Linked DNA regions of Mus musculus: region 1 is linked to region 2. A link is a contact called in public Micro-C data. All regions are on one chromosome and are shown on one strand. The core of a region is the stretch at or near the end of the contact, and the rest is flanking DNA. Distances in the headings are between cores, read along the strand shown. Region 1 holds the start of Mtmr10 (myotubularin related protein 10). Region 2 overlaps Trpm1 (transient receptor potential cation channel, subfamily M, member 1).

Region 1 (4,894 bases), core at 1,364-3,863, 48 kb after region 2:
TCAATAAAAATCTGTTAACTGATTGAATGAGTGACCAAATAAAACATAAAGTATCTAGCACCCATTAGGTATTCAAGAAAAAAAATATATTCTCTCTTTCTCTGTCTGTCTGTCTGTCTCTCCCTCTCTCTTCTGTCAATGAAAAAAAAAACTGATCTCTCTAGGGAATGCCAGTGTTCTCTAATATAGAAAAATCAACAATGGGAACAGATGTATAATTAGACAAGCAGCTTAAAACTTTAACACAAAAGCCCAAAGCTGGGGATGGTCTAATACACCAAACACAGTAGTGAAGATGAGACTCTAAGAAGGGCCTGCAAAGCCTATCAACAGACTGACTTCTGTCACTCCAAACTCCCAAACACACACTCTGAAACACTGACCCCTAATGAGAACATACTCAGAGACAGGGCCTTAAGACAAAAAAGTCAGGGTGTTAATCAGATAGGCTCAATGTTCTAAGAAGAAAGTCCCCCCTTGTGAGAACATAACAAGGAGGAAGCCATTGGCTAAAGATACTGGGAGCCCTGGTGGGAAACATCTTTGAAGCTGAGTCTGGTAGAGCCTACCATCTACTTGTAGGCTCAAGTTCAAGGCCAGCAACTCAGTAAAACCCTGTCAATAAAGGAGTTGGGGGTTACAGTTCAGTAATAAGTCACCTGCTAAGTACTTGGGGAGCCTGGAGTTCCGTTCAGTTGCTAGCACAGCAAGAAAAAGGGAAGGGAAACTCAAAATCCATCTTTACAGAGCCTTGCTCTTGTGCTTCTCTGACTCCACCACTGAGATAATACATTTTTGTTGTCTAGACTAGGGTGCCTGGAGCAGCCTAATGCAGTCAGAAAGGAATCAGTAGCAGTAGGTCAGACAGTAACCCAAGTGCCTAAGTGGACTAGTACAACTAGATATGCAGAATATGGTATTTTAAAATTATCCAGAAAGATAACAAATCTGGAGTTCCCCCATTTTTCAGTTTTTTTTGCTGACATGCATAAAAGATGCAGATTCTAAGAAAATATGGACAACACCCCCTCCCCCCAAAAGAGCACAAGTGTTTGAAGACTTTTAGGGAATACATCCATTTAAGGTAGAAAAGTAACAGAATCGTCATAAAAGTTAAATATGTACCAGTGTTTTTTCATGAGTAGTTCAACTGAATTTACATGTCAAAATACAGTCAAGTGTTATAAACAGATAAGCTAGAAAGATTCAGGGCTCTGACTCCAGGACAAGCTGAAGAACACACAGTATTAGTGATGTCAGTGCACTTGTCTGCATGATGACTGTGATTTCTGGGGCTCACGTCAGTTTCCCTCTGACATTCATGATAAAATGTTGAGTTTGGACCACTATTTTTCAAAGTATAGGGGCATGGAATACCACTGGCCCCCTCCCACCAAAGTCTACTTCAGTTCAGAGGCACAACAAATCTAGACATACCCTATGCTGTGCTGAAGTTGGACAGCCCTTTGCAGCTAAGTGGCAGATTCTCATTTCCACAACCTACTGTATGAATGAAGGGAAAAGGGAAAGAAAAGAAAGGACATGACTACTCTTTGGTATGGTGGAGGAGAAAGTTTTTTGTAGATAAAAGGGAGATCATAGCCAGAGGCAGAGAAATCTGGGAGAGTTCAGAGTAGACTTGACCATGAGCCATGTGAGGAGAGCAGGGCAGGAAGGGGGAGAGGAGAGAGAGGAAGAAGGTGTAGCAGCCAAGAGGGCAAAAGGTGAAAGAGATCAGTCATTAAATAACCAAAATGACTGGATTTTATAGAGAAGAGCCTCTGGGGAAGGGCAGCCCAGTCCCTGGGTTGGAGAGTCCCTGGGTAGAGGGTTGGGTATGCTAACCATAACAGGTCCCATAAAAGCTAGGGACTAAGGGATGCTGAGAGAACCTGGAAGCCAGGTATGCTATATGTTAAACAGGCACCTGACCTATTAGTCCCAGGGTTTGAAATTTAACAGTGTTTGGTTCCCACCAGCGATGGGGTCTTCTCTCCCTGGAATTCTGTTAACTTACCTGTTGAATAGCATCTTTATAAATGAGGATGGAAAGGGGCGTGGGGAGACAACTTGCTTAATATCCCTTTTCACTTAAAGTTTAACGAGAAGAATAAAATCAGAAAACTAAACTGGGGGTTCTGGTTTGCCAGCCAGTATCATCTGTCCCAGGCACTCAGCACAAGCCAAGCCTCAGAACCTCAAGGAAACCAGTGGTTAAATCAATTGGTAGCAAGAGGTGAAAGAAAAGTCTTCCCTCCTTTAATATAGCAGCCATCGCAGATGCCGGAGGACTCGGGTCCTGGAACAGCAGCTACCGTGCACACTGACCACCACAGGCCATTGCAGCTTCGCGAAGCCGGCATGACCCTCGTGAGTCGCAGTAGGCCTGTGAAATCCTCCGTGACCCCTGCGGGCCTCCGTAGAAGCGCGCTCTCAAGATGGCCTCTCGGGTCCCCGTGGCGCCCCACTCCAGCGTCGCGCTCCGTGACAGTACCGCCTAGAGACTGAAAGCTTTGACTGCAGCTCCGCGCGAGTCGCTTCCGGGGATGGGCGTGGCTCCACCAGGCTCCGCCTATTTCGGGCGGGCGCTCGGCCTGGTCCGTCCCCGCCCGTCAGTCCGCCCGGCGGGGCGGGCCGCAGACCCGGCCTGGGCAGCTGCACCGGGAACGCTGAACCGGGAGACTTCTGACCGGCCATAGGGCCGGGGCGCACAGGCGGCGGCACCATGTTCTCTCTCAAGCCGCCCAGACCCAGCTTCAGGTCCTACCTCCTGCCGCCGGCCCAGGTAAGCGCTCGCGACCCGGCGGGGGGCTCGGGACCCAGACGAGTCGCCGGCAAGCGCGCCTCCCGGGAGCCACGGGCGCAGTAGAAACTTGTAGCGCTCCGCGGCGGCGGCCATTCTCTGGCCGAAGTCCTGCGGTCCCTAGTCCTGCCGTGTGACGAGATCGTAGAACCGTCCGGAGCTGCATTTCTTTCCTTCCTTCGGGGCTGGGCACCGACCCTGCGGTGACTGCCAGATGGTTGCAGCGCTGTGGACACCTCGCAGAGCTTACCTGTCTCATAGCTGTGAATTCTTGAAAGCGGCTTGGGCTGTTGTAAATATGTTTATTGTGAGGCTCTCAAGTCGACGAGAAGATCTTAAAACGATCTCTATTTGGACCTGAAAGAGTTTTTAGTAGGGGATATATGTCTGTTGCATGTGTCATCACTTAGAAAATCTGCCTTAGTATCTTGTGACAGGGCGGTGTTTGGATTTTGCTTTATTTTGTTCCTGTATTTCAGACTGACGATAAGATCAGTTCCGAACCGAAGATTAAAAAGCTGGAGCCGGTCCTTTTGCCAGGTAAATTTCAGAATTTGAATGTGCCTTGGACTGAGATTGTACGGAATGGTATTGTGTAGTTCTCTTTCCCTTTCCATTATTTTTAACTTTCTCCAGAGAGTTGGCTAGACATAATTGATGTTTGTCTCGGAAAGTTTAAAGTACAATAGAAGACTTTCAAGAGAATAACTACCTCATTTCTTTTCTGTCTCCTGAAAGGGTAGTTTTGAAAGATGAATCTAATTGCTTGGGTAGTGAAAGTTCTTATGCTTTCCATATGTGTTACCACCTAATGAAATCATGATTAATAATCCAATCATTTTAATGTGTTTTGATAGTATGAAAAGCATGTCTGTGTTCTAAGATAATGACAAAGCTTAGCAGACATTGACTGACTCTGTAATTGGCTTTTGAAGTTGTCAGCTGTCTGCAAGTTTGCTTCTTTCAGTTTAGAACTTTGTTTCCCAGTAGAGACACTATTGACCTTTCAGGCTGGGCAATTCTTGTGAGAAGCTGTCCTGAGCTGACAGCCATCCCTACCTCTTTGGCCTCTTATCAGTTCCATGATAGTGGTGCCCCCATCTTCTGCTAACTGCTAACATCCTCAGTACAACCAGAATGTCTCCAGGCATCCCCGTGTGTGTGTGTGTGTGTGTGTGTGTGTGTGTGTGTGTGCTCGAGCCTCTTGGAAATCATTTGTTAAGAACAAATTTATCTTAGATGGAGACCTTACAAATAGAAGTAGGGATTCATAGAAAACAGTTTTACAATGTAGAAAAACTATTATTTGATTACTATTTTTGAATTGTGTAGCAATTACACAATAATTAAAGAAAAATCGGTGTTTTAATAAGATTATTGGGGCAAATAACCAGACATTTAGGAAGGCCTATCTATCTTAAGCTTAAATTATGATCAAATACCAGTTTTGTATGTCAGAAAAAAAAAGTCTCAAATTCATCCCTTTAATAAGAGAGTTACGACTTCACAAGTGTGGGAACTTGAAGTGTAGTAGAGATGAACAGTTAAAGCGTCAGCCTTTGGTTCCGTATGGCAGATGCCAACTCTTAAAAGTTCTTGTAGACTACTAGAGTTATATTTTTTCTGGCTTTTGTTAGTGTCTTCTCCTCAGTGTTTACTGATGAACCCTTTCTGCTGGTCCTGAGAGTGAGCTGAAGCAGTACTGAGCAACCCTTGCCCCCGTGCATGCTCCGTGTTGGTATTCGCCACCGTAGGCACAGCAGAGACAGCCAGGGGAGCAGTATGCGTGTTGACCAAGTGTCTGGAAGCTGTTGAACTTTGCCTTCGCTTTGAACTGGTTTTTAGACAGCCAGGTCTCCCCTCAGCAATTCTGTGCTCTGACACTAAAAAACAATGTAGTCCTAACTATAAATACTCAAGTTTTGTTTTTTTTTTAATTAGCTTTTAAACTTAAGCTATGCTTAGGAAAAATGTGATTATGAATATGGTTGAAGAATTTTCTTAATGAAGAATTAGTCTTTGAAATTACTACTAATACTACTACTATTACTACTACTACTACCATTTCTGGGGAAGATTTTAACCCCGGTT
Region 2 (4,756 bases), core at 1,106-3,605:
TTGCAAGAGCAGGACAGGACACAAGAACAGATTGGAGCAGTCCCAGAGTCATGCCCAGAGTAGTTTGGGCAAAACGCCATTCTGGAGAGCCAGCTACAAAGAACCTCCCTCCAGACGCGCTCTTTCCCCATGTGCCTCAACTCTTCCCCCACCCCAATCCTACCCCTTTCCTTGTCAAAACAATAATTTGTTGTGGCCACAGAATATCACAGACCTGTCACTGGAAATTGGGGAGTGGGGGGCAGGGACTCTTAGGTCAGCACTGTGACCCTTCGCTGAGAATTCGTCCACATGGCCTCTCCTAGCTTCTCAGTTGTCCATCTACAACGCAGGAATTTAAGAGCAAGTTGGGTGAGACAGGAGTGCTAAGTCACCCTTGCCATTTTCGCAGAATATAAAAGACATACCAACAAACTACCAAAAAGGGTTCCTTGTAAAATATGATCCTTGCAACTTCATAACAAAGGTATAGTTGGGCAGAGCATAGGCTGTCTATGTCAGAGCCTGTACTGCACCAAAGTGTAGGACACCCCCAAGCTACCCCAGTTTCCGAACCAGTGATAGACCCACAGGAAGGATGTCCTCTAAGTAGGTCAGTCTATGGGAAGAAGCCTTTTGTAGATGAAGCACTGAATGTCATCCCTGAGACACACCTGCCATCTTTTCCTTCTTCAGATTTCCTACTTGGGCTACTTGCTGCTGTTCAATTATGTCATCCTGGTGCGGATGGATGGATGGCCATCACCCCAAGAATGGATTGTCATCTCCTACATTGTGAGCCTTGCATTGGAGAAAATACGAGAGGTGATTCTTGAAAAGTCTTGTCCCACCCCCTAATGGCTGAGTTCAATTTCCGATGCTAGTAATGCAGAGTTGTGTGCAGATGACGGCTCCCAGGGAGGCGTCACCATCTCCAGTCACTCCATTTGCTTGTTTCAGATGTATACACCCCCTCGCGCTGACTGAGTTTCAACTCATAGTTCAAAACGCAGGGAAAAATAAATGACATAATAATAGAACTAGGTTTGAATATGTAAACGAGCTACACCAAATGCTGCCAGCTACTTGAGATGAGCCAATAGTTCCAAATGGGCACAGATTTTGGCTGTCTTTTGAGACCTGAGAGCTAAACTGGAGTGATACATGAGATTGCACTTTTTAAAAGATGTGTGTGTGTGTGTGTGTGTGTGTGTGCATGTGTGTGTGTGTCCCACACACGCACACTCACACCCTTGCCTGCACATGCGCCTGAGAATGCATGTGCCCGTCTGTGTGAATGCACCCATCCATGTGGGTAGACTTGCCCATGCTCTCTTAGGTTAGCTTCATTTGTCTACCTTCAGGTTTGAAGCAGAGTCTCTGAAATGAGCCTGAAACTCACTGTTGTAGTTAGACTGGCTGGTGGGAAAGTCTCTAGATCCCTCGCTCTCTGCAACATTCCTACCCTCATCACAGTGCTAGGGCTATAGGCACACACCACCATATCCAGATGTTACATTACTTCCAGACATCCGAACTCAGGGTCTCATGCTTGCCCAAGAAGCACTTCACCCATAGATCCTCCTCCCCAGCCCTAGGAATAGCATTTATGCTGTAACTTTGGACTTTGGGTCACACTGTGCACTTGCGCAGTTGGTCTCTTGTTCACAGCGTGCATGGAAGAGAGGCCTGGAGGCCATAGGAGAAGGAGCTGAATAAGGCGTGGCTTCAGAAAGAGGCTGTTCACAATGTAATTCCACTGAAAGAAAAAGAAAAAAATCCTGAAAGAAGGGAGAGGAGTTGCTTACCCATATCAGTTGTTCGGCACCAAGCATAGCAGTGACTCCAATTACCCAAGGGCAGGCCTCCCAGAATGGGGCAGGTGTGGGCCTAACAGGAGCACCTGCACCAAATGGGTGGCATGCCCACCTGGTGAGAGGTTCCAGGGAACCTGGGTGGGGCCCAGAACAGCTGCTGCAAGCAGAGGGGCCCAGTTTCTAAAAGAAGTGCTGAAAAAGAACAGACACACTCCTACACGGGACATGGGGGAGTGGGGGTTAGCCAAGAAGGCAGTTTCTTCAGGAAGCGGAGGAAACACCCCTGAGGATGGGTCTTCTGCTGTCACCCACAAGTCTGAACTTAACTACATTCACTCCCAAACAGCAAGTTTTCATCCTGGCAGAACAGGAGCTTAAAGTGAAAAACCACACAGTACTGATTGCCGATCTTTTCCCTACGGACATAGAACCAATACTGTTGCTTCGTAATTACTGTTACTTTGTACTTACTGTTGAGCTCATCCAGTAGAGTAAGTGTGATGACTGTCACTGGTCAAATGACAGCTGAGCAATCAAGAGTGCTGGGAATTCCTTCTCTACCCCACCCTCTTGCATGACTCCTATTGCTTCTCTGGCTCGGTTCCATTAGATTTCTGTGGCTGTTACAATCCAGGACTTCCCAAAGGGCCTGTCTTATCATTATATAACGTGTACGATGCAGAGGTGAGGAGACACATATGTAGGAGTCAGAGGACGATTTTGGGAATCCATTTTTGTCTCTCTACCTTTACGTGGGTCTCAGGCAACCAAACTCAGGTCACCAGGCTTGTATGACAAGTAAGTGTTTTACCCACTGACCCAACTTGCTATCCCTCCATCAAGATCTGGATCCTGTGACTAGTTACAGGAGAGACAGGGCAGCTGTCGGCCAGTACACATGGCTTGCTGAGACATGGAGCCCTTCTGTGTTAGTTTATAGTCAGCCAACACTCCACTGGCCCTGGAATCCCAGGATCTCTCCATGATTTCCAAAGCTGAAGGGGTACCCTGGCATTGCTGCCTTGTGCCCTGTATGCCTCTGCTGTGTCTGCCATGACTTTATATGCATGACTCTGCTGGCTGAATAGTTTCCACTTTATTCTATGTGGAAGTGTCCTATTAGTCAGCGGTGACGCAGAAAAAAGGATATCTCAAACAGGAGGGGAAAATCTGGTTCAACTTTCCCTGACTTCTCATGTCTAACTTGAGAAGGAATTTTGGCAAGCCCATGTTTCCCAGTCCCATCCAGCCATCCTCTGCCAGGTGGGTCATCCTTCTGTGGTGACAGAGAACTTGTCCCTACTCTAGAGTTGTCTGTCCTTCTGTAGAGGTCTGGAATGTGAGCCAACAGGCATGAGTCCAGATCATTAAAAAGGGAATCAAAAGGCAGCTGCTCTAATTACAGCCAGAAGGAGACAATTTGGAAGGCATTTCCTGCGTCTATGAAACCCGTGCATCTAAGAACACAGAGGATTCTGTGGAATTTCCCCCTCTAGATATACCCTCTGCCAGAAAAATTCATGTGCAGAATTCAGTGCCCTGGCCCTGACTGTCCTGGCACTCTTATCTTTCCAAGAATCTAATGATGATAAGGTTTCTAATAGGATCCTCTCAGCTTACTGCTCTTTGGGGTTTACTTGTAGATCCTCATGTCGGAACCAGGCAAACTCAGCCAGAAAATCAAAGTGTGGCTCCAGGAGTACTGGAACATCACAGACCTCGTGGCCATCTCCATGTTCATGGTTGGGGCCATCCTTCGTCTCCAGAGCCAGCCATACATGGGCTATGGTCGGGTCATCTACTGTGTGGATATCATCCTCTGGTACATCCGAGTGTTAGACATCTTTGGTGTCAACAAATATCTTGGTCCCTATGTGATGATGATTGGAAAGATGGTTAGTAACAATTCCCCATGAGTAACCAGATAACTTGGCATTAGAGCACCAAACCAAGCTAGGGTGTGGCTTCCTTTGATTTCGTTTCAGTCTTTCCTTTGCAGCTGGCTTAACACATGCAATTGCCCTGCATGCTGACATCTTCATAAACTCCAACAGGAAGGCATGGGTTGCACATTTCCTATGCATGCCCTTACATAGACATTTATCTCTTACTGTGCACCAGGGACTTGATACATGGCATCTTCTTTCTTCCATGTCATATTTAAACTTAGTGTGATAACTACATTTATCAAATTTGTTCTGATTCGATACTGATTATATTTCAATAGTAAGAGAAAAGAAAATGTCCTTTGCTTTTCTAAGAATCTGCTTTGCAGTCCCAGGACATAAGAGAGCCTAAGTTCTTAGAAGTAGTCAGAGTTCAGTAGCAGGTAGCTGGGGAGTGATTAAGAACACTGGCTGTTCTTCCAGAAGACCTGGGATCTATTCCCAGCATCCACATGGTGGCTAACAACCATCTGTAATTCCAGTACCAGGAATCAAACACCATCTTCTCGCTTCTGAGTGCACTATATACACATTACATAGACATACATGCAGGCAAAGCACACATACACATAAGATAAAATAATTTTAAATTTAAAAATTAATTCGGCAACAGTTGTATCTCTATATACTTGTTCTGCATCTTGGAAGCTAGAACCATCACAGAAATGATTCACATCAGAATCTGGATTTCATGTTTTAAGAAGTTGCATCCATTTTAGAAAGCTCTCATAGTAAAATTCAGATTGATAACTCCCTAGCCTTTGGCAGAAGTCAGTGACAGTGAGACCTAAGGCTGGCCCCTACCTGTAACCCAACAGTCTTTGGTTCACAGGCTCCATCCTGGGGTGGCTATGTTCTTTGGGTGATTAGTATGAGAAAAATCCATGATGACATTTATTTCAAAACAGGTCACAGAATGTGAGACTGCTCACAAACCAGTAAGTTATTCCTGACTACTAAAATGGATTGTGTTAGGACTAGTCCCAGAATAAAAAGCCATCTTCTAAGTTATAT

What was found. A called contact is a pair of places that touch in the nucleus more often than the background predicts.
Region 1: a Micro-C map of muscle stem cells shows a contact between it and region 2, with 4 times the contacts expected there. The contact joins the promoter of Mtmr10 here to the enhancer-like site in region 2. A contact is called at or near these places in 1 of 15 datasets of contacts at CTCF or cohesin (the NIH/3T3 cell line), 19 of 484 Hi-C or Micro-C datasets (the AML12 cell line, the BV-2 cell line, the C2C12 cell line and 12 more), 8 of 115 datasets of contacts at active chromatin or transcription factors (the SCID.adh cell line, double positive thymocytes, embryonic fibroblasts and 5 more) and 3 of 9 other capture datasets (adipose tissue, liver and pancreatic islet).

The regions. Positions count from the first base shown.
Region 1 is chr7:64,285,057-64,289,950 of GRCm38.p6, forward strand. Mtmr10 (myotubularin related protein 10) reads left to right here and starts at 2,614. Exons shown (of 16, transcript NM_172742.2): 1 at 2,614-2,785; 2 at 3,283-3,343. The coding sequence starts at 2,726.
Region 2 is chr7:64,236,981-64,241,736 of GRCm38.p6, forward strand. It overlaps Trpm1 (transient receptor potential cation channel, subfamily M, member 1), which reads left to right. Exons shown (of 27, transcript NM_001039104.2): 20 at 676-804; 21 at 3,440-3,691. Among named protein-coding and RNA genes, the nearest start is that of Mir6416, 11 kb to the right of the region's middle. Within about 2 kb of position 2,356, at least 44 of the 459 cell types and tissues checked have an H3K27ac peak or open chromatin away from gene starts, as enhancers often do. A contact at or near this core is called in the C2C12 cell line, the NIH/3T3 cell line, adipose-derived mesenchymal stem cells and 4 more, where this site is marked.